Regions from separate parts of the Mus musculus genome. Here all the other regions are linked to region 2. A link is a contact called in public promoter capture Hi-C and targeted proximity ligation data. All regions are on one chromosome and are shown on one strand. The core of a region is the stretch at or near the end of the contact, and the rest is flanking DNA. Distances in the headings are between cores, read along the strand shown.

What was found. Promoter capture Hi-C pulls out the DNA fragments that hold promoters and counts their contacts.
Region 1: a targeted proximity ligation map of effector CD8 T cells shows a contact between it and region 2, with 12 read pairs. A contact is called at or near these places in 1 of 39 promoter capture datasets (cranial neural crest), 7 of 484 Hi-C or Micro-C datasets (the AML12 cell line, CD8 T cells, the HL-1 cell line and 4 more), 9 of 130 datasets of targeted methods (DN3 thymocytes, the NIH/3T3 cell line, the SCID.adh cell line and 5 more) and 2 of 9 other capture datasets (embryonic stem cells and macrophages).
Region 3: a contact with region 2 is called in a promoter capture Hi-C map of liver, with 2.3 times the contacts expected there. A contact is called at or near these places in 5 of 39 promoter capture datasets (the 3T3-L1 cell line, cranial neural crest, liver and 2 more) and 1 of 9 other capture datasets (adipose tissue).
Region 4: a targeted proximity ligation map of memory CD8 T cells shows a contact between it and region 2, with 17 read pairs. A contact is called at or near these places in 5 of 39 promoter capture datasets (the 3T3-L1 cell line, the C10 cell line, cranial neural crest and 2 more), 7 of 130 datasets of targeted methods (the NIH/3T3 cell line, bone marrow-derived macrophages, embryonic stem cells and 2 more) and 1 of 9 other capture datasets (embryonic stem cells).
Region 5: a promoter capture Hi-C map of trophoblast stem cells shows a contact between it and region 2, with 5 times the contacts expected there. A contact is called at or near these places in 25 of 39 promoter capture datasets (the 3T3-L1 cell line, 3T3-L1-derived adipocytes, the C10 cell line and 16 more), 43 of 484 Hi-C or Micro-C datasets (the AML12 cell line, the Ba/F3 cell line, the C2C12 cell line and 27 more), 17 of 130 datasets of targeted methods (the NIH/3T3 cell line, bone marrow-derived macrophages, embryonic forebrain and 7 more) and 4 of 9 other capture datasets (adipose tissue, liver, macrophages and 1 more).
Region 6: a contact with region 2 is called in a targeted proximity ligation map of pancreatic cancer cells. A contact is called at or near these places in 2 of 39 promoter capture datasets (the 3T3-L1 cell line and the C10 cell line) and 6 of 130 datasets of targeted methods (bone marrow-derived macrophages, embryonic fibroblasts, large pre-B cells and 3 more).

The regions. Positions count from the first base shown.
Region 1 is chr19:36,533,164-36,536,420 of GRCm38.p6, forward strand. Gm32143 (a long non-coding RNA gene) reads right to left here. Exons shown (of 3, transcript XR_386676.3): 3 at 760-937. Among named protein-coding and RNA genes, the nearest start is that of Gm32143, 4.0 kb to the right of the region's middle.
Region 2 is chr19:36,082,231-36,085,341 of GRCm38.p6, forward strand. Rpp30 (ribonuclease P/MRP 30 subunit) reads left to right here and starts at 1,486. Exons shown (of 11, transcript NM_019428.3): 1 at 1,486-1,588; 2 at 2,836-2,891. The coding sequence starts at 1,507.
Region 3 is chr19:36,373,985-36,377,325 of GRCm38.p6, forward strand. It overlaps a transcript of Pcgf5 not described here. Among named protein-coding and RNA genes, the nearest start is that of Pcgf5, 34 kb to the right of the region's middle.
Region 4 is chr19:36,476,676-36,479,710 of GRCm38.p6, forward strand. No RefSeq gene overlaps it. Among named protein-coding and RNA genes, the nearest start is that of Gm32143, 61 kb to the right of the region's middle.
Region 5 is chr19:36,446,369-36,449,419 of GRCm38.p6, forward strand. The region is part of intron 8 of Pcgf5 (polycomb group ring finger 5); the gene reads left to right. Among named protein-coding and RNA genes, the nearest start is that of Pcgf5, 38 kb to the left of the region's middle.
Region 6 is chr19:36,495,773-36,499,257 of GRCm38.p6, forward strand. No RefSeq gene overlaps it. Among named protein-coding and RNA genes, the nearest start is that of Gm32143, 41 kb to the right of the region's middle.

The DNA of each region.
Region 1 (3,257 bases), core at 533-3,032, 450 kb after region 2:
GGGGAACAAAGAGAGGCTCAGGAGGTCATGCTGTCTGCCAGGCAGGGTTACAATGTATGGTCATTTGAGTGAGCAATGTCTCTGACAGGCTCAGGTGTTTGAACAGTTGGTCCCCAGTTGGTGGCGCTGTTGTGGGAGAGGCTACAGCCCTGATGGAGAAATACATTGCTAAGGGTGGGCTTTAAGACTTGAAAAGTCTCACTCCACCTGCAGTCCTGCCTCTGGAATGTGTAGAATTATGTGACCTCCCTGCTTCCTGACCCTGCTGCCGTGCCTGGCCTGATGGACACTTATTCCTCAGAACTATACGCCAAAATAAACTACTTTTCTTTAAGTTGGTTCTGTCCTAGTGTTTCTTCATAGTAACAGAAAAGTAACTGACAGAACTTGTTGAAGAATTACCCAAGCTCTTATCTCTCTCTTCCTCTGGACTGGTTCATTGGCCCCTAACTCTACCTCTATCTCCATGCAGAAACCCCAATGGGCAGGGCCTTCCTCACATCCTCCAGCTGCCAGGTCTAGGTCTGAGCTCTAATGGAAAGCTGGGAAGTCCTATTATCCGTCAAAAGACTGACCAGAGAGCATTAAACAAAGCCAACACTTAGCTTCCCACTTCCCCTCTTACACTGACAATTTAATAGGCACAAGTTCCCAAACTGGGAAAGAGACAAATGATTTGCTTTTCAGACCTCGGATCATAAATACAATCAGACAAACCTAGTTAAATAAATGTGCTCCGCTCAATGACTGCAAAGAAACTGAGTGATTATCATGCAACTGTATTTAGGGTCCATAAATTCCGTGCAGACTTCTTAAAAACTGCCGATTCCAGGAAATCTCTTAAGACATTGATTCTGGCAAGCCTGGATAGCACCTTGATGGTATATGGACACTTCAGATTCCCCCAGTGAATGTGGATGCAGGTAGTTTCAGTGGCCTAGACAAATAAAAGGAGGAAAGTTTAAGCTGCAAAGGCTGCTGGAGTCATTTAAACACTGTATGTAGGGGAAGTGTCTTTGCGTAGGTTGCCTCTATGCTATGAGTTATGCGGCAGGCCACCTGTGTTCCGGTTGTGGGCTCATCTGCACCCTTGGGCCATCATTTGACTTCTCTCCTGGCTGGCCAGCAAGGTGGTGACTCTGAACTCTGCAGTGGACCCCTGCGTTTCTCATTATGAGATGCGATCCGTAACTTGGCTCATCCTCTCATTTCGGTGGCTTTGGCTACCGTGTGCCTCCGCGGAAAGGCAGAGTTTCTCTCTGGATGCAGACAGAGCCGAGCTGATCAATCTCATGCAATGACAGGTCCAGAAGAACGTTCAGAACAGCGACTTCCTGCTCAAACCATCTGCTCTAGTCCTAACCGCAGCTCTGCTTCCCAGGGCTCCACCCCCGCCTGCCCTTTGTTCTTAACTCCCAAGGCCACCCACACTGTCACCTCTTTCCCAGGGTCCTGGGAGCCCCTCCCTTGTACGGAAGGGGTTTTTTGTTCCCTTCCACCTCTTAGTATTTTAAATTGCTCTGTGCCTAGATCTCTGATCTCAGCCCTTCTCCTCCTTAGTTTCCGGTCTAGGTTGTCAATCACTCCATTCCATCTGCTTTTCTTTATTTCTTTCCTAGCCTGGAATAGAAGAATTTCCAAGAGTTTCCAGTCCCTGCTGGTGGATGAAGGTCTGGTTTGACAAAAGACCCCTTTCTAGTCCTTACTTACTGCGTGCCTGATCCGAGAGTGGACTTGGGTGTGTGCCATGCCCCAGGGAAAGGAAAGAGAGAGGGATAAAAAGCCTCATCCTGCCAACGGGACTAATGCCAGATCCTTCTCTGTTCGAGTCACCGGCAGTGAATGTCACTCTGTGCGGTGTCTTGGCAGCCAACTGGTTTTCCAGGGCGATACCCCTGTGAATCGCCTGAACTCCATTCACAGCATTCAAGGAAAAGTACAGAAGAAAAGCTAAACTAGATTAGACCAATCTTCCTCCTGGAGCAATGGAGCTCTTAACAGCAGCCATGACTGGCAGTTGCCCTTTGAGCTATTTACCTCATTAGATTAGGGGCAGCCGCAAACAGCTTCTTTTCTTTAGTAACTCAGCACTTAAGTTTCTCTTTTATTCCCACCACCATTACGTCCTGCCAATTTCTGCTGCCTCCTTCATTGTTCTTGCCTTCATTATCTCTCACATCCCAGCTCCTGGCAGGGTCTGATTTCTGTTTCAAGTCTCCCCTCACCTCTACTAGAGCAATCTCATAGATTCCTATAGCCTAACCAACATCATCTAAGACTCCATCTCTACTCAGGCCCTCCTCAGGCCAGTGTCCCAAGACCATCTGCATAGCTCCAACCTTTATCCTCTCATTTCCTTCACCAGCCTTGTACTGTTAGGGTTTTGGGAAGAGAGAAAAGAAAGAAAAAAAAAGTCTGAAAATAATCATTGCTAACACAATATTTTCTGAATAATTTAGGCATGAAGTCAATTGAATTCACAGGTGCGGATGCTCCGTAGACAAAAGCCGAGTGCATTTAAGGTAATTTAATGCTGGGACTCTCTTAGCTTGTGTACCTATAACCTGCACATAGGTCTGATGTATATTAACCCGTTTGGTCTCTTGGATGTATATAATTTAGGTTTTTAATGAAGCTAAAAAAAAAAATCCATTGAGTGCAGGTGGGTCTGCCACAGTTGCTTAAATAAATATTTATTTAACTGGCTGGCTCATTTCCTCCGGCCTGATCATTAATTATATTCATGTTAGAGCCTATTATACTTCTGTGTGAAGCTTTCTGATTGTCTCATGAGCACATTGTGCTGTTCTCAGAGGGCTATCAATTCTCTGGGGGGGGGGGGGTGTCAAAGCATTTGCTCTTTGCCACCCGAGGTTCAGTCTAATCCTCTCTAGCACAGATGAGTGGGCAGGGAGAGTGACGCTTTGGTTATGGCAGAGAGGGGTGGGGGTCTTTTGATGATGTTTCTCTAGCCAGTTGCTAAGCAGAAGGAAAGCAATCCCATCAAGCGAATGGCAGTCCACCTGGAAAGATGTGTTTGGTAGGAGGCAGGAGGGAGAATTAAAACGAGGCCAAGGGAAGTAGGAAGACCTACTCACACGGTGTGTAGTTACTTATTCCTTTAGAGCGTTTCTTTTTCATCCCTGCAAAGGCAGGGTCTGAAACCACCCGGGATGACTGACAGATATATATTACCACCCCCGTTGACTGTGTTGTTCTGTGAGAGGAAGACTCGGGAGAAAGGAAAGAGAGAAGTG
Region 2 (3,111 bases), core at 236-2,735:
ATAAAAGTTAGAACTAGACATTCTGATGAAAGCAAGGGGTTTGTTTTGTACGGCCTTGGTCTGGTTGCAGACATTATTTTGTTGTTGTTTTGTTCTTGGAAAATATCAAGTATTGGAAACAATCATTTATGAAAATTAACCAAACATAGGTGTGGCAGTGCTCAGCTGTAATCCCAAAACCAAGGATACTGAGGCAAGATGATTGTGGATTTAAGTCCACCCTGGGCTACTAATAATACCACCTCTGCTACTGCCTCCTCCACCTCTTTCTCCTCCTTCTCTTCCTCCTCCTCTCCACCACCACCACCGCCATCATCATCATCTTTCAGAAATTTGTAGGAAATTAGTGATCATTACAGTAGTGTGGTCAGATGGAGAAGACTCCATATTCTTTGTGATTAGTACAGAAATTGAAAATGCTTCTAAACATTTCCATCACTTTGGTATAATCCCAACGGACAAGCTCATGAGAAGTGGACTTTTCTTATTTGAGAGACCAGCAGTTCAGAAGTCCTATTGAGTTGCACGAGGCTGGAGCTGCTTATTAGTAATGCGCAGAAGGGTTCGCATGCTAGGCAACTAAAGACTGAATGGAGAGGGGTAAAGGACTGGCCCTCTACATCAAGTAGATTAAAAATCGTGTTCTATGTTGTTGAATAATTGATCTGTCAATATTAAAGAGTTCATTTTTAAAAGGGTCATTTAAAAGTAGAAACATCAAATGATATGTGTATGTTTCTCATGAAAAACATTGTAAGACATGTTTTCATTTTTGCCCCTCCCAGTCAGTCCTCTGGCTAAAGGATGTGTTGGCGCTAAACCATCAGCTTTGAGAGCACTCTGCCATCTTGTGGTTGTAGTCTGTAACGGATTGTCTTAGCCCAAAGAGTTTAGATAATCTTAGCCACAGACCAAATACTTCAAAAAGGCCACTTTCAAAGAATGGAATGTACTGTGGAAATAGGAAAGAAAAATAACTTCCCATGTATCTTCATTTATTTGTTAGTTTAACTACTTTTGAGACTCTGTATTTCAGACTGGCCTGGTACTCTCGGTATAAAGAAGGTTGGCCTCAAACTCAGAGTTCTCTCTGCCTTCCCGGGTCTGGGATTAAAGGCGTGTATCACCACGCCCGGCTCCCCAGAGCTTTAAACAGGCTTCAAGACCTTAGAAATGTCTGCTTGACATCGGTATGCTCTATGGGTGCCTTTAAAATGAGTCACTTTGCATTGCTGTATGGTAGGAGCATGGGAGATTTGAGCCCCATCAGAGAGTACCAAAACATTCCCATTCAAATTATGAATAAGTAAGGCTATAGGTCCCAACACACTAACTTTGGCTGGATTCTAGGGAATAGGAAAGTCTCTGCAAGACGACCCAAGACGACTGAGAAAGAAAAACTACAAATCCCAGAAAGCTCAAGGAACAACCTAAAACTCCCAGCATGCCTGAGGGACAACACGGCGGCTGCGCAGACTGGCGCGCGGGTGCTCCTGGGATGTCAGCATGGCGGCGTTCGCAGATTTGGATTTAAGAGCGGGCTCAGACCTGAAGGCTCTGCGCGGACTCGTGGAGACTGCTGCTCACCGTGAGTCTACTGGCTTGGCTCTGTCCCCCACACCATCCAGCTTTGTTTGGTAGTTTTTTCAGGCCCCATTCCGGTCTCTCGTGTGATCTGCCTGACGTCCCTAAAGGCAGAGAATAGCTGCAGTATCACCCGGATCCCCTGGGTGAGAAACTCGGGCTCTTGACAAAGCTGTTGTTGTTTGTGTTTGCCCAGTCATTCGTGCAGAGGGAGAGAACGGAGGCCTAAGGGGTCGAGGCATTGGCATGGAGCCTGCGAGCTGATGAATGATAGGAACAGGGACTGGTCCCCTCAGCCAGTGCTTTTGGTATCAGCCCCTTTTGAGTCACACGGCATCTGTCAAATACAGAAAGCTGGGTCTCGGGCAGGAACTGCTGTGGGAGCTTAGAGAATGGGAAGGGCGTTACCTTATTTCTCTCGAGCATCTCAAGTGCCTTAAGGATGAACGTTGATCATGTGAGCTCTCACCTGGCATAGGGCCTGCCAAATAATAGATTCTCAAATCCCTTCGAGAGGAAGGAAAGTAGGGCGTTATTGGGCTGACTGGGAAGACGAAGGGCCGCTATTTTATCATTACCATGCATTATTCTTTTAATATTAATACACTATTATCCTGTCAGTATTTTAGGCAACTTAAAGACAAGAGTCGTGATTTAAATGTATTGGGGACAGGGCACTTGTCTGTTGTGATGGTAAGACAAGCCTGTAGTGTCCCTCGTCTGTTATTGTAGAGTACCTCAAAAGAGATGTGAGGGAGTCATCACTCCATTGCTCCGTAGGAAAGGGAGCAAATGTGAGGGGGATCGCAGAAGAAAGAAATGATAACAAAGGTGACAGAAAGACATAAAACTTGAGTCTTTAGCATTGTGTTAATATGAACCACAGCCTAAATATGTGCCTGGCTTCTAAATGTGGCAGCTAAATATGTGCACTCTTCTAAAATACTGGTGCTGTTTCACTTCATTTTCATGACACTTGAAAGTCCTGTCTGCTGTTAACATCATGGGACAGGTGAAGAACCTGAAACTTCACCTTAAGTCACAATAAACAGTAGGGCTCAGGATCTGCCTCCTACCCCACCCCCTTATTTTCCAGGTCTCGGAATTGAATCCAGGACTCTGTGTATGCCTAGCAAGCATCCTGACACTTAGCTACATCCCTATTGTCATGCCAGACTCTTGAATCTCTTATCAATATGATCATTGTGAACAAGAAAGTATATTTTTTAAATGATCTATTTTTCTTTTCAGTGGGATACTCAGTTGTTGCCATCAATCACATTGTTGACTTTAAGGAAAAGAAACGGGTAAAGTAGAATTTCTCATGTAACTGGTTGCTAAATACAAGTGTTTATAAATCCTTGTGTCTGTGTTGGGAATATGGATCTAGAGACAAGTGTACTAGTTAACTGTTCTTGTTGCTATGACCACATACCTGCAAAGCAACTTAAGGAAGGAGGAGTTTATTTTGCTTATCCTCTGACGGTATAGTCCATCATGGCAGTAGGAGCGTGAAGTGGCTGGTCA
Region 3 (3,341 bases), core at 352-2,851, 290 kb after region 2:
CTACCTCCCAAACGTCCTGCCTTGATTCAGTCTCATTATAATAATAGCCTCTCTTGGATACTCTGCTCGAGCACGTGACCTGTGAATGAAACCCACGCATTCGAACCTTCCCACACGGCTGCTGCACCTGTGTCCATCCCTTAACTCTTGGCATCAGTCTTTAGAAGTGAGAAATAGAATTCGGTTTGGGGACATCATCTAAGTGTCCCAAAGAAATACAAACTTTTGTTGTTTTGCCCTTAACAGTAGTGAGTTGTATAGACCTCTGTTGTCTGTTTTTGGGTTTGGGTTCACACCGTCATATATGAAGGGAACGCAGGCTCTTCCCAAGATGGTGTGTTATTGATTCCTTGTGTTAATTACATATAAGTGAGACGGTTAATTACTTTACCAGTGGCCAAACAGCGCCTTCTCTCACAGTCTACATACTTAGGGTTGAGGTAGTGAGCTCACAGCATGTTTAGTTGGTCAGGTTGTGAAGTCAGTATTTTGTAAGAAAGTAAATCCTGTAGAAAGCTTGTTAGTTGTTCTCATTGCTGTGGCAGAATAACTGAGAGAATGTAGGGGACCGTACTGTGGCCCAGCGTTCAGGACCACGGTCTGTCATGGCAGGGGAGGCATGGTGACAGGATAGTGACCGGAGTGACTCCACTGTGGCACAAGAACCATACAGTGGCTGGTTATAGCGTGACAGCAGCCAGGAAGAGGCAGCCTCAAAGAGGGTGCTGTAACCTCAAGTCCCAAGTGAGCTGTTTCCTCCAGCTAGGCTTCAGAAAGCTCCCCGACTTTCCAGTACAACGACAGCAACTGTGGACCTAGTGCACAAATGTGAACCTGGAGGGGACAGTTCACATTTAAAGAGTAGCAGAGGGCTGCAGGAATGTCAGGTTATGTCACTCTACCCAACTACATCACGTGGTTTAAAGTAGAAGCCAGAGGGCCCTACGAGAGCTGACCCCTCTGCCCGTTCTCAGCGCCACCTTGGGATGTGTGTTGTCCTTGCATCTGATACTTTCCTTCTCTCGGTGGGGCCACCCTCTTTCAAGTAAGACCAACCCCTTTGGCTTCTTCTAGACTCTTCCACAGCTTATCACCTTAAGTATCAGTCACTTCAGTGCCTCTAACTCGCCACACCTCCAACCTCCTGGCCACTGTGCAGCAGAGGGGCTGATGCATAGGCATGACCATCAGCAGAGCTGCGGCCATGACCAGCTTTCCCTCCAGAGAGCAAGGCTGACTGTCACCAGGAGCCCAGGCCCCTCCCTGCCCTTCAGCTGTCAGGAAGGCTCACTGTAAAGGTCCTTTCTGGTGGCAGCACCCCGGGGATCCCCCCCTGGGCTCCACAGTAGAACCAATTCAACCCTGCACTTAACTGGGAATTTCCACATGACATTTGGCCTCTCATCTCGTGGCCCAACCTCTGTGGATCAGAGGGAGTTTTCTGAAGGCCAGGACCCTGCTTTAGATAGGGGTGGCTGTACTGCAGGAGTCTTGGCTGTGTACCCACTGTGTCACCTGCCAGGGAGCCGGGTCTAGCTCTCCTCAGATGTTTCTCTTATGTCATCGTCTCTGGCCACCTCAGCTGTGTTCTCTGCTTTCAGTTTCACTGGCCCTACCGGCCGACCTTTCACGTATTTCTTGCTCTGTTCAGAAACTGAAACTGCACCCCAAACCTAACAGGTTTGTGTCTCCCTCGTTCCATTCTGTTAAAAACCCCCGCTGCCTTTCTCTTTCTCCCCAGCTCATTTGTGGGTTCTAGGGCGTCAAGAAAGGACAGCTCTGCCTCCTGCCTCCGTCAGTAAAGTTCCACACAGTACAGAGAAGTTCATATGTAAATGTAAAAGTTTTCTTGTCACAGCTTTGGTTCTCGCAGGGGAAAGGTGGCACTCTTTGTATAAGAGAGGCAGGGAGGAGAGGAAAATAACTGCTTGCTGTATAAGGATGAAGAGCGGAGTTCAGATTTTAATACCTATGGAAAAATCTGTGCTTGGCTGTGTGTGTGTCTCCAGTCCTGGGTGGGGGGGCGGTAGAGACCTCAGGATCACTGAGGTTTCATAGCTCCAATTTCAATGATAGGAATCATGATCCTATCTGAAAGGAGTAAGGCAGAGACCCAAGAACAGAATACCTAATATCCTCCTCTGGCCTCTGTACCCCGCCCCCCCCACCCCCGCTCATAGAGAGAGTTGGAGGTAAGGAGGCCAAAGGAGAAATTAGGCAACTTTCTGCCCTACCAGCCTCACGGGGAGTCTGGAGCTAGAATGGCTTTTTAGCCCTCTGTTGACTTGGCTGTGATCGTCAGGCCTCAGTCACTGCCTGTTGCTCACCTTGAGGAAGTGACCTGGGCAAAGTCCATCCCTGCATCCTAAAGCAATCCTTGAAAGCACTCCACGAAAGCCCCGCTTCCAGGCCTCAGCTGTGTCCCTGAGCACCTTCCACATTACTGTAGGTGAAACAAGGCCTCATCTTTTACATATGATGATATGATGCATATCAGATGATGCAGGGTGTTCATTAACAACTAGTGACCTCTAGGGCTGGTGGGATGGTTCAGTGGTTAAGAGCTCTTACTGCCCTTCCATAGGACCCAGGTTTGGTTCCCAGGACCCACGTGGTAGCTCACAGTGATCCTTAGCTCCCGTTCCAGGGGATCATATACTCTAGTCTAGCTTCCTTGGGCACCAGGCAGGCATGCAGTACATAAAACATACATGTAGGCAAACACTCACACATGCAAAGTAAAAGTAAATGAGGGGTTTTTTTTGTTTATGTTTGTTTGTTTTTTTGTTTTAGAAAAAAATAAAGTTTATGGTCAGTCTTAGTTTGCTACTGAAGTTTTGTAGGTCTCATTGATGAAGCCTTAGAGATACTTATGGAGCCATCCTGTCTGGCAAATGAGGAAGTGAGGTGATAAAGTAATTAGTGTGGCTTTCCATAGCACAGACTCCCTTACCCCCTCCTATCACAAAAGCTTGAGAAACACCCTGTCTTCGTTTGGGTTCACTGCTGTGAATAGACACCGTGACCAAGGCAACTCATATAAGGACAACATTTAATTGGGGCTGGCTTACTGGTTCAGCCCATTATCATCAAGGCAGGAACATGGCAGCATCCAGGCAGGCATGGTACAAGAGGAGCAGAGAATTCTACATCTTCAAATGAAGGCTGCTAGCAGAACAGTGACTTGCAGGCAGCTAAGATGAGGGTCTTAAAGCCTACACCCACAGTGACACACCTGCTCCAACAAGGCCACACCCACTCCAACAGGACCCAACCTTCTAATAGTGCCACTCCCTGGACCGAGCATATACAAACCATCACACACCCCCTCCCCGAAGCAC
Region 4 (3,035 bases), core at 71-2,570, 390 kb after region 2:
CTTCTGTACCTCTGAAGCCATGCGCATGAGCTTCTGGCCAACAACAGCTCAACTGACTTTCCAGTCAACAGCCATTGCCAATTGCCAGCCACATACAGGAGCCAATGTGGATATCTGGTTCCATCAGCGAGCCACCATATGACTGCCGCCCCATGAGAGACACTGAGTCCTGCCAGACTGTTTCTAAATCTGACTCTCATGGTTTAATAATTAATTTCAACCACTAAATTTGGCAAGGACACACTGCGAATTAATAATAACATGGCCTGTTACCTCTGCAGGTTGGTATTCTACAAAGCCTATGAATTCTGCTTCTCTGTTCCCTAATCAGGGAATTGAGCCCTTTCTCAGTTTTCATAGCCAGAGTACAGAAGGACGGAGTAGCCCATCACTCCAACAAATTCTGGAGCCTGCACATGCATAGCCCACCAAGATGAAGGGGGCAAGTCCCTGCTTAATGAAGGCAAGAAAGACAAAACCTGCCTAAATCAAGAGCTGTAATTATCAGAGGCTTCAGCAAAGTGATGTTTCCTAGTTACTGAACAAAGACTTGGTTACTAGAAAGGTGCTGAAATTCTCCTCGGAAAGGAAATGAAGTGGGGGAAGAAAACCTTCACGGAAACATCTTGTGATTGAAGGCAGCTCCGCCCCCACACCGGGCTGCAATGCTGACTTCATCCCCTGCAACATCGCAGTGACTAATTTCTGACAATTACTCCAAACTTCTGAATATTCCCCCCAGCCAAGACAGCAGTAGGAAACCTTTCCATATGGCCAAATCTTTCCACAGTCGGTAGTGTTTACAGGATTCGTAAATTAGACCTTTCACTTGTATAAAGGGAGAGAATTGCGCATGGGACCGTTTTGTCCTCCCTCGCTTCGTTCCCTTCCATCTGAATCACGCCGCGTTCTTTGCGTGTGCCTGTCCTTGTCCAGCTGCAAAGTGGAGGCTTCTTGGAGTGTGCCCTTGTTGCGGACCCTGCTTTTTGCCATTCAACCCTCAGCACACTGGATTTGGCAGGAGCAGCTCGGACTGAGTGGCACTTTTTAAGAGATCTGTGCTATCATCACAGGTCATTTTTCTCCACAGCCTGGCATGCTAAACCAAGGGTACCCTGAAGCCAGGAGCTTCCATAACAGAGGTCTAATTCTCCGAGGAACTGCTAGTTGGCAGCTCCCTATGGCTGTTCCTGAAACTGGAAACTGTACTTGGGCACCATCACCACCCCTCCCCCCACCTGAGCAATCTTGTTGAGATGTGTTGGAAACTCGGAGGCGACAGTTTGAAAACTGTAGTCAGAGAAGCCACAAAGACATATCTACAGGTTACCACAGAGAGTAAAAGTTGGGTATGGAGACAAGTCTCCTTACACCCGTCCCACCCACACAACAACAAAAACACCTCAACTTTTTCTTGGTTTGCCTTTTTGGCATGAAATATTTCATTTCCAGAAAAAAAATTTTTTTTTCTAAAAACTGTTTGCAAACCCCTGCAGAGTAGAAAGAGGAGGAACTTTGGAGTCAAGGGGCCGCGGGCCTAAGCCCCATCCTTTACTAACTCTCACTGACTGTCTTCTCAATTCCTCTGTAAGATGAATGTAAGGATGCCAACTTCACAGGCACAGAGATCAAATGAGATGTAACCAAACTGCTGAGTGTGGTCTACTAGTTCAATAAATACCGAAATTCCGAGCTGTGAAGGGGCCAGTGTTTTGTCTCTTTGGAGGTAGGTTGTGTACACAGAAATGGGGTTCTTTGAGACATTTTTCACACAGTGCTATCCTTTCGGCTTGCTCCCATTGTCAGTGCTCCCCTCCCCCACACACTGTCTTCATTTCACCTTCCTCTTGCCCATCCCCCCACCTCCCAAAACATTCGCTGCCCTGCCCAGAGGATGAACACTTTCCATTATCCTTTCTTATTCCCCTCCCTCCCTATAAACCTAACCTTCCCCTCCTAGGCCCCTTTCCACCTGCATATCATATATACGATGCCCAAATTTAAACCGGATCCAAATTAAAGATCCAAACGTCAGATGGTCAATCATATGAGACCTAGAAAAGACTTCTTCCCATTCTGTAGACTGGCTCTTCACTCTGGACGGTTTCCTTTGCTGTCCAGGAGATTTTTAATTTCTTTCTTTTCTTTTCTTTCTTTTTTGTTTTTTGTTTTTTGTTTTTTGTTTTGGTTTGTTTGTTTGTTTTGTTGTTGTTGTTGTTGTTTCGAGACAGGGTTTCTCTGTGTAGCCCTGGCTGTCCTGGAACTCACTCTGTAGACCAGGCTGGCCTCGAACTCAGAAATCTGCCTGCCTCTGCCTCCCAAGTGCAGTGATTAAAGGCGTGTGCTACCACCACTGCCCGGCAAGAGATTTTTAATTTCAAGTGACCCCATTTATCAGTTCTGGGGATTATTTCCGGCTTAGGAGAATCCTTTTAGAAAGTTGTTGCTTGGGCTGGAGAGATGGCTCAGTGGTTAAGAGCACCAGACTGCTCTTCCAAAGGTCCTGAGTTCAAATCCCAGCAACCACATGGTGGCTCACAACCATCCATAAGGAGATCTGACTTCCTCTTCTGGAGTGTCTGAAGATAGCTACAGTGTACTTACATATAATAATAAATAAATCTAAAAAAAAAAAAAGTTGTTGCTTATGCCTAAACCTTCAAGTGTCCCCCCCCCCCCCCCGGCAGTTTCAGGGTCTTGGGTCTATAGTAAGATCGCCTATCCATCTTTCATTTGACTTTATGTGGGGAGGAGATAGAGATCTACTTTCACTTTTATGCATATCGGTCTCCCAGCACTGTTTGCTAAAGAAACCTTTTCCAAATGCACATTTTTAACATTTCTGTTAACGGTTCAGGGGCTGTAAGTATAGGGTGCTATTTTAGAGTCCTTTCTTCTATTCTTTTGCTCTACATGTCTGTTTTTGTGCCAGTACTAGTGTGTCTTTTGCTACTATAGATCTGTAGTATAGTTTGAGATCAGGTACTGTGGTGCCTTCAAGAATTCTCTTTCTGCTTAAGATGGCTTTGAGCATT
Region 5 (3,051 bases), core at 238-2,737, 360 kb after region 2:
TGCCTTGTTTATAGGCTATAAGGGCTATGTGTATATTGCCTTCATTTAACTTTTAAGCCTGAAATGTTTTATATGCCAGGTGCACACTGCACAGGTAAGTCTGCACAGTTAGAAAGCAGGTACTCCAATTCTACAGTAATATTTCTGCAGTAAATGGAATTTTGGCTTTCTTTGCTAGTTCAGTGGACATTTCAGCATGTGAGTGCTGGAAACCATCATTTGTGGATAGACCAGCCTAAAGGTTTAAGACTGTCATTCACTGTAAGCCTTCCCCAGGGCTCCTGTCACAAGTGCTCCCCTGAACACTGCCTATGGGCGTTCATTTGCATGTGTTTGGATGGGGGAGTGTTTTTTGAAGGAAGATTTTACTATTTAGCCCAAGCTGGCCTAGAGCTCACTGTAGCACAGGCTAGCTACAGTAATAATATACAGTAATAATATTGCCTGAGACTAATATTCTCCTGCCTCAGCCTCATTAGAGGCGTGGCCAAGAAGCTCAGTATTGCAATTATTTTAATGTCAAAGCATGAAAGAGTTGATTTGTATAAGCTTTCTACTAACAGATTGACAATTAAATCAGTCTATATGCAGTTAAATTTCTGAGCACACATTTCTGAAGTTTCAGGTTTTTGGTTGAGATACACTTTTATTAAAATGTTTTTAAAATGGGGCCTGAAGAGATGGCTTATTCTTCTCTAATCCTGTTTTTTGCTAGTGTTCCCTTTCTGTAGTTTTGGAATGGTCACCCCATCCATACCAGCAGGAGACTGGATGTCTACAAATTCAATACTCTACTGCTGGTGTTGCTAACTCGCTTAGAGCTCAGTTTGCTCCCACACTGACAGCTACTGTGTGTCTTCTTACTTGATTCTAGTACTGTTATAGTAAACATTCTAGTTACTTGGAATTGATTCATTCACACATAACAAGGCTAAAAAATCTAGTTTTTTCCGAAGACTTTTTTTAAACCAGAAATACAGTTAATTGAACAATCTAAACTGGTCTTCATTGCTTGAGGATGCAGCCATTATCTGCACATGCATATATATATAAATACATGTATGGATGCTTCTGGACACTCTTTTTAACAGTATTATTCTGAACTGTACATGATGCAACTTTTATAAAACTCCTGTCTAAAACCTTTTCATTGTTCATTATCTTCAAAGTCCTAATATGTCTTACATAAGGCCAATAGCTAGGCCTTCTAAATTGCTTTATGATGTATATTTGTGCCAATGAGACAAAACGTAGATTTTTACAATTACATTGCATTGCTTTACCTATTTCCTCAGATGGGCTTTTGAGTGTCTGTGGTTGGCGCTGGGCTGTGTTTCTGGATTGCTTTGGCAACTTTGCAGTTTTTCATTTTCATCAATGTTGTGGGATGTTTGCTTGTGAATTCTACACTCATTCAAGTCTGTGACTCAGGGTAGCTTCCATTCCTTTCCCCCTGGAGGAATGGTAGTCCTGAGTCTCCTTCTGGTCCGTGGCCTCAGGCAAGGGCACTGCATAACCGTGTCCCTCCCTCATGCTGTTTGCTGCCTCAGGACAGTGTCAGGGAAGAGAGTTTCAGTCCAGTTCTGCAGTACCTGAGTGTCCCTCTGCACCGCCCAGCCTCTGTGGTCGTGTTGTGCTTTCCCCTGTCACCTCCCCCTTTATCTTAGTCCCTTTTAGAAAAGATGAACATCGGTGGCTTCTGCCTTTTCTAGACCTTGTCTCCATCATGTTAAGTTACTTTTAAACCTTTGTCCTTGTGAATTAAAACAAACACCTGGTCAAACAACTGCTATATATTTTTATAGTTCATAGCAGTGTTTTTGCTTGAAGATTGCTCTGCTGAATGTTGGAGTGGCTCTGTTGTTCACTAGCAGGGTAAATATTTAGCAGTTACTTCTTAAGTCTTAGTGCAAACACAAATCATCTAGGGACGGTGACAAAGTGCAGTGCTACTCAGCTGGCTTGGGATAGGCCTCAGACACACTTCTAAAGCTTCACACCTGTGTGAACACCCATGTTTAACATTTTGGAAGATGTAGTCTGTGACCAGGTTTCTTCTGTGGCTTCCACAAGTTGAGAGTGTGGAACTGATTCACATTTCAGTCGGGGGTAACTTGGTCATCTGATGTTCCTATCAGTCTAGTATCTTTTCATAACGCCATGCCAGTGGGCATAGACATTTGCTGAGATAGAAATGGAATCAAATATACAGATAGCAACTTTGTTCTCATTTGATATATGTATTATAAAAACAATTATATTTGAAAGTTATTCTTTTTAATAGATTGGTACAATTCACTTTGTGTGGCTAGCAGGATTTAATTGGCTATTTTGGTGGGCATTAAGCTTTTGTTTTATCTTTAACATTCCAAGTGGTGCTGTATCTATTCCAAGACATGGACCTTGCAAATTCGGCATATCCATTGCCTAGATTGCTGGCTTTACAGTGAACTAAGTTTTACATTGTGAGAGGTTGTCGGTTGTCCTCAAAAGCAGTTTCATAAGTTATAATCATACCACAGAAGAGGGCCCATTTTCTGACTTCTTGACACTCATTAGCAATATAACGTCTTTGTGAGTGTTCATATTGATTACACTGTTATTGAGTTTGCCTTTTCTTGTTGGCTTCTAGAAAGTGTTCCTGTGTTCTGAACACTGACATCTTCCTGTATTCACTGTAGCTTTTTTTTCTTCTAAATGTGTTCTGTTCTGCCTCCCTCTTTTTCCAGTTTTTCGGAATCCTTACAATTGTGATAGTACTGTGTAGGAAATTTAGCAAGAATTACTATTACGGCTAAAGTATGTAGCAGGATGTCTAGTGTAAGAAATGTAGGAGAAGAAAGTCACAGTGTCTGTCAACCTGCCTGGGAGCACAGTCCACTCGCTTGCACTTAGCGAGCTCAGCCGCAGCCTTCCCTGCGGGCCATGTTCTACTTGCCCATCTTCTTGTGGGCAGGTCGAATGCCCTCAGTCTAGCCGGCTGCCTTTTCCCGGTGCTTCTTGCTGCTTCCACCTCTTCTCGCAGCCTCCGCCACACTCCAGCACCATTCC
Region 6 (3,485 bases), core at 254-2,753, 410 kb after region 2:
GCAAGGCTTTTCCTGGTGTTGCAGAACTGGCTAGCCACCAGGCTGATAAGTAGCCTGCATCACATAGGGGGCCTGGCACGTCCTTGGGGGAAAATAAGAACAGCTGGCTCACTCAGTTACTCAGCTTGCAGCATATGATTCTTTCCTATCTCTGTGGACTATATAGGCCACTGTGGGAAACAGTTCTGAGCCTCAGAGTGTCAGACCTTAGGAAGGGCTCAGTTCCCCTTCTGTGCCTGTAAAAAAAACATCATTAAAAGAGACAGAGTGTGACCACGGTTCGGACAAGAGGGGTCTCCATATTTTGTTTTCTGCTTGGATGCAGGCTTATTTGATGGAGTTCTTCTGCCCACTGTCTGTCAGAGGAGAGGGAGCTGGACAGAGGCTACAACCTGGAGGGGTCTGCCTGCTTGATCTCAGATGTGACAAAGTTATGTGGGCTCCCTGAAGAGAAATAGTCCTCTCAATCTCAATCTCTTTCTCTCTCCCTCTCCCCCACACCCCCTCTGTGTGTGTGTGTGTGTGTGTGTGTGTGTGTGTGTGTGTGTGTATGTGATTACAGTGCCTTGCAAAGCCAGAAGGTATTTGAATCTCCTCCAGTTGGAATTGCAGGTGCATGTGAGCCACCTGACATGACAGCTGAGTTCTCTATGTGAGCTGTACGTGCCCTGGACTGCTGAGCCATTGCTCCAACACCTTAAGCCCACTCTAATAGCTCACTTCTTAACTTACACATCCAGCTAAAAGCTACTTGGACTGTCCCTTACACAGCAGATTGCTTTCCCCAAACTAAGAAGCCAATGAGCTGGAAGTCATACTTAGCCAGAAACCATTAGGAGACATTTGACTGTGCTTGGACTCATTTTTCATTGTTCCAGCTGGAGGCGGGGCACTTCTGACATCAAGTTTGTAGAGACCAGACATGTTACTAAACCCTACACATCACACAGGACCACGCCCCACAGCTGCATTTGGACAAAATACCAAAAGTGCCGAGATCGACTGGAGTGGGCACTGAATGTCAGAGTCTTTCATAAGTACTGTCATTCCTCCTACAATAGTCATTAGCTCTTCTGTCTTGTGGCTGAGGAATTGGGGCTTACAGTGGTTTCCTCCAAGCCACACAGCAAGTAAGGAGTGAGGGTGAACTTGAACATAGGTCAGTTCAAAGCCCTTCCAGGTTCTTGCAGTGTAAAGCAGGAACAGAAGGAGTTGAAAGAGAGCAAGGTCTAAGAAAAGGAACAGGGACTGGGGGATGCCCTCCCTGCCAGGAATGTTCCAATGCCACCCGCGTGCCACCTCATTTGAAATCTGCAAAGAGGGGAAAATGTAACCTTGAGCAGTCTCTGCTCCCTTGGCTAAGATAGCTTAACAAGATCCTGCTCTACATCAGAGATGATGGAGCTGTGACTCTAGTCCCGGGAGCCCACAGTGCTTACACTGCTGAGCCATCTCCCATCTGCCCGAGGCCCCAGCTGTGTTCCCAATGAATCATGGCCATCAGCTCGGGGGAGCCATGCCAAACTCCTCTCCATTCTGCCTTTGGTATGGCAGGCCTGGCCTCCTGCGTGCCCTGTGACTCACTGCCAATAAGGTCACCCTATGAAGCCATCTGGTAAGTGTAATTCACATTCTTCATGAGGTCTACCTTGTTGTGCCCTCCCCTTTCCTTCCTTCCATAATTTCATATTTTTCACCCCATAGCCCCTCAAATGAAGCTTGAACATTTTCTAAGCGATCCTGTCCTTCAGAGGTAGATTCCCCATCTTAATTATGCTCTTCAAAGTACCATGCCAGCTGGGAACTGACTCCTTTGGTTTTCTTAATGTGACCCTGGGTTTGAAACCCAGAGCCTCAAGAACTTAGATCCTACACTGCAATACCCTTCTGCCTCCAGCTCAGGGATAACTCCTTTGTTTAAAGGGACAGAGACATGTAAATTCAATCCAAACTAGCACCAAACAAGAAGAGCCCTCAAGTGTCACAGACTTTTAGAGAATTTATATTAAAAGCTTCCAGAGACGTGGGCACTGTGAAAGTTCTTGTTTATCAGGAATGGAATTGTTTGCTCCTCACCAGGGCTGCAAGAATAAGCACACCTTTCATTAGCTGAGCGCATGTAGGTACACACCTGCTGGGCTTTTAAAGGGCATACTTTCTTTAGCCAAATATGGCCTTGGCATACAGCCAGGCTCGTAGGGGCTCACAGTATCTCACCTTCAGCCTGACTGATGTCATGTGACCTCCATCTTACCAGGACCTAAGCTTTGGGTTGGGTGAGGGGTGGGTTCTTCATTAGGGGTCGTGGTTCAGATTTTCACAGCCTCACTCAGTCCTCTTGCTGTTGGCTAGTATCATCTCAGCGGCTCCTAGAAATAGATTGCACTGTAAAAATGGCAATGATGAAGCAATGAAAACAACAAAAATGTGTGGGGTTCTAAAAGCCAAAAACACAGTAAGTAAAGCCACTCAAAAGAACAGCCCATCGGGTGACAACGAGAAATGTATTTTTTTTTATAGATTATTTCTGATTTCTGAGCAGTTGCAACAATAACAAACGTATTGAGGCAAATCTCTCCATCCCAAATATGCCCTGGCAATGAAAACACAACACAATTAATATGATTACATGCTGTGCACCTAGATTGGGCAGATCTACCGCTACACTTCCATCTTCCACATCTATGAGACCCCTTAGAACTTGCAGTTTTCTCCAGGCCATGTGCTTCTCTGCTTTTCTTCCTCCTCCCCCTCTGCGACCTCTCTCTCTCTCTCCCATTTTCTCCTTCTTCTCTCTCTCCACCTCCTGCCCCGCCTTCCCTTTACCTGCCCAATCATCAGCTCTCCTTTATTTTACAGATTAAGGTGGAGCAGGTTACAGGAAATCACCTGAGTGCTGACTCAGTCCTTGTTCACAGCCCCTCACAGGAGAATGGAATTAACATCAAATATAATTAGCCACAGGGCTATCCACAGCACAAACCAACTGGTCTTATGTTGTGACACAAAACAATGCCAACTTATAGCATTCTGCGGAAATTCAAAGTGAATGTGAGTAACATTTGTGGGATTGTTTTACATGGAATTTGTAATATTACAAATATTAGGAACCCTTAATTTCACCCTTTCTCTTAATTCTAAGTGTTAGCTATAAAACCTGTTTATTGCTTCCTACCCAGGCCAGATCAGCGGCCAGATACCCAACTACACCTATAGCCTGCGTGCCTCCCAGGAGGTCCACAGAAATCAAAGACATGGGTGAGAACCTCGCCCAAGTTCCCACACCAGTTGGGGCAACCACAGGGCGCAGCTGATTTGGGACCCATCTTCCCTGCCCCCACCCTCATCCCCTGAGCTTCACCTTTATTCTAAGGAGCTTCCTAACCTGGCCAGATCAGTAGCCAGAACCCATGCATATGCCATAGCCTGCTTGCCTCTGAGGAGGTCCACAGCAACACAGAGCCCAGCTGACATGGGGCCCTCCT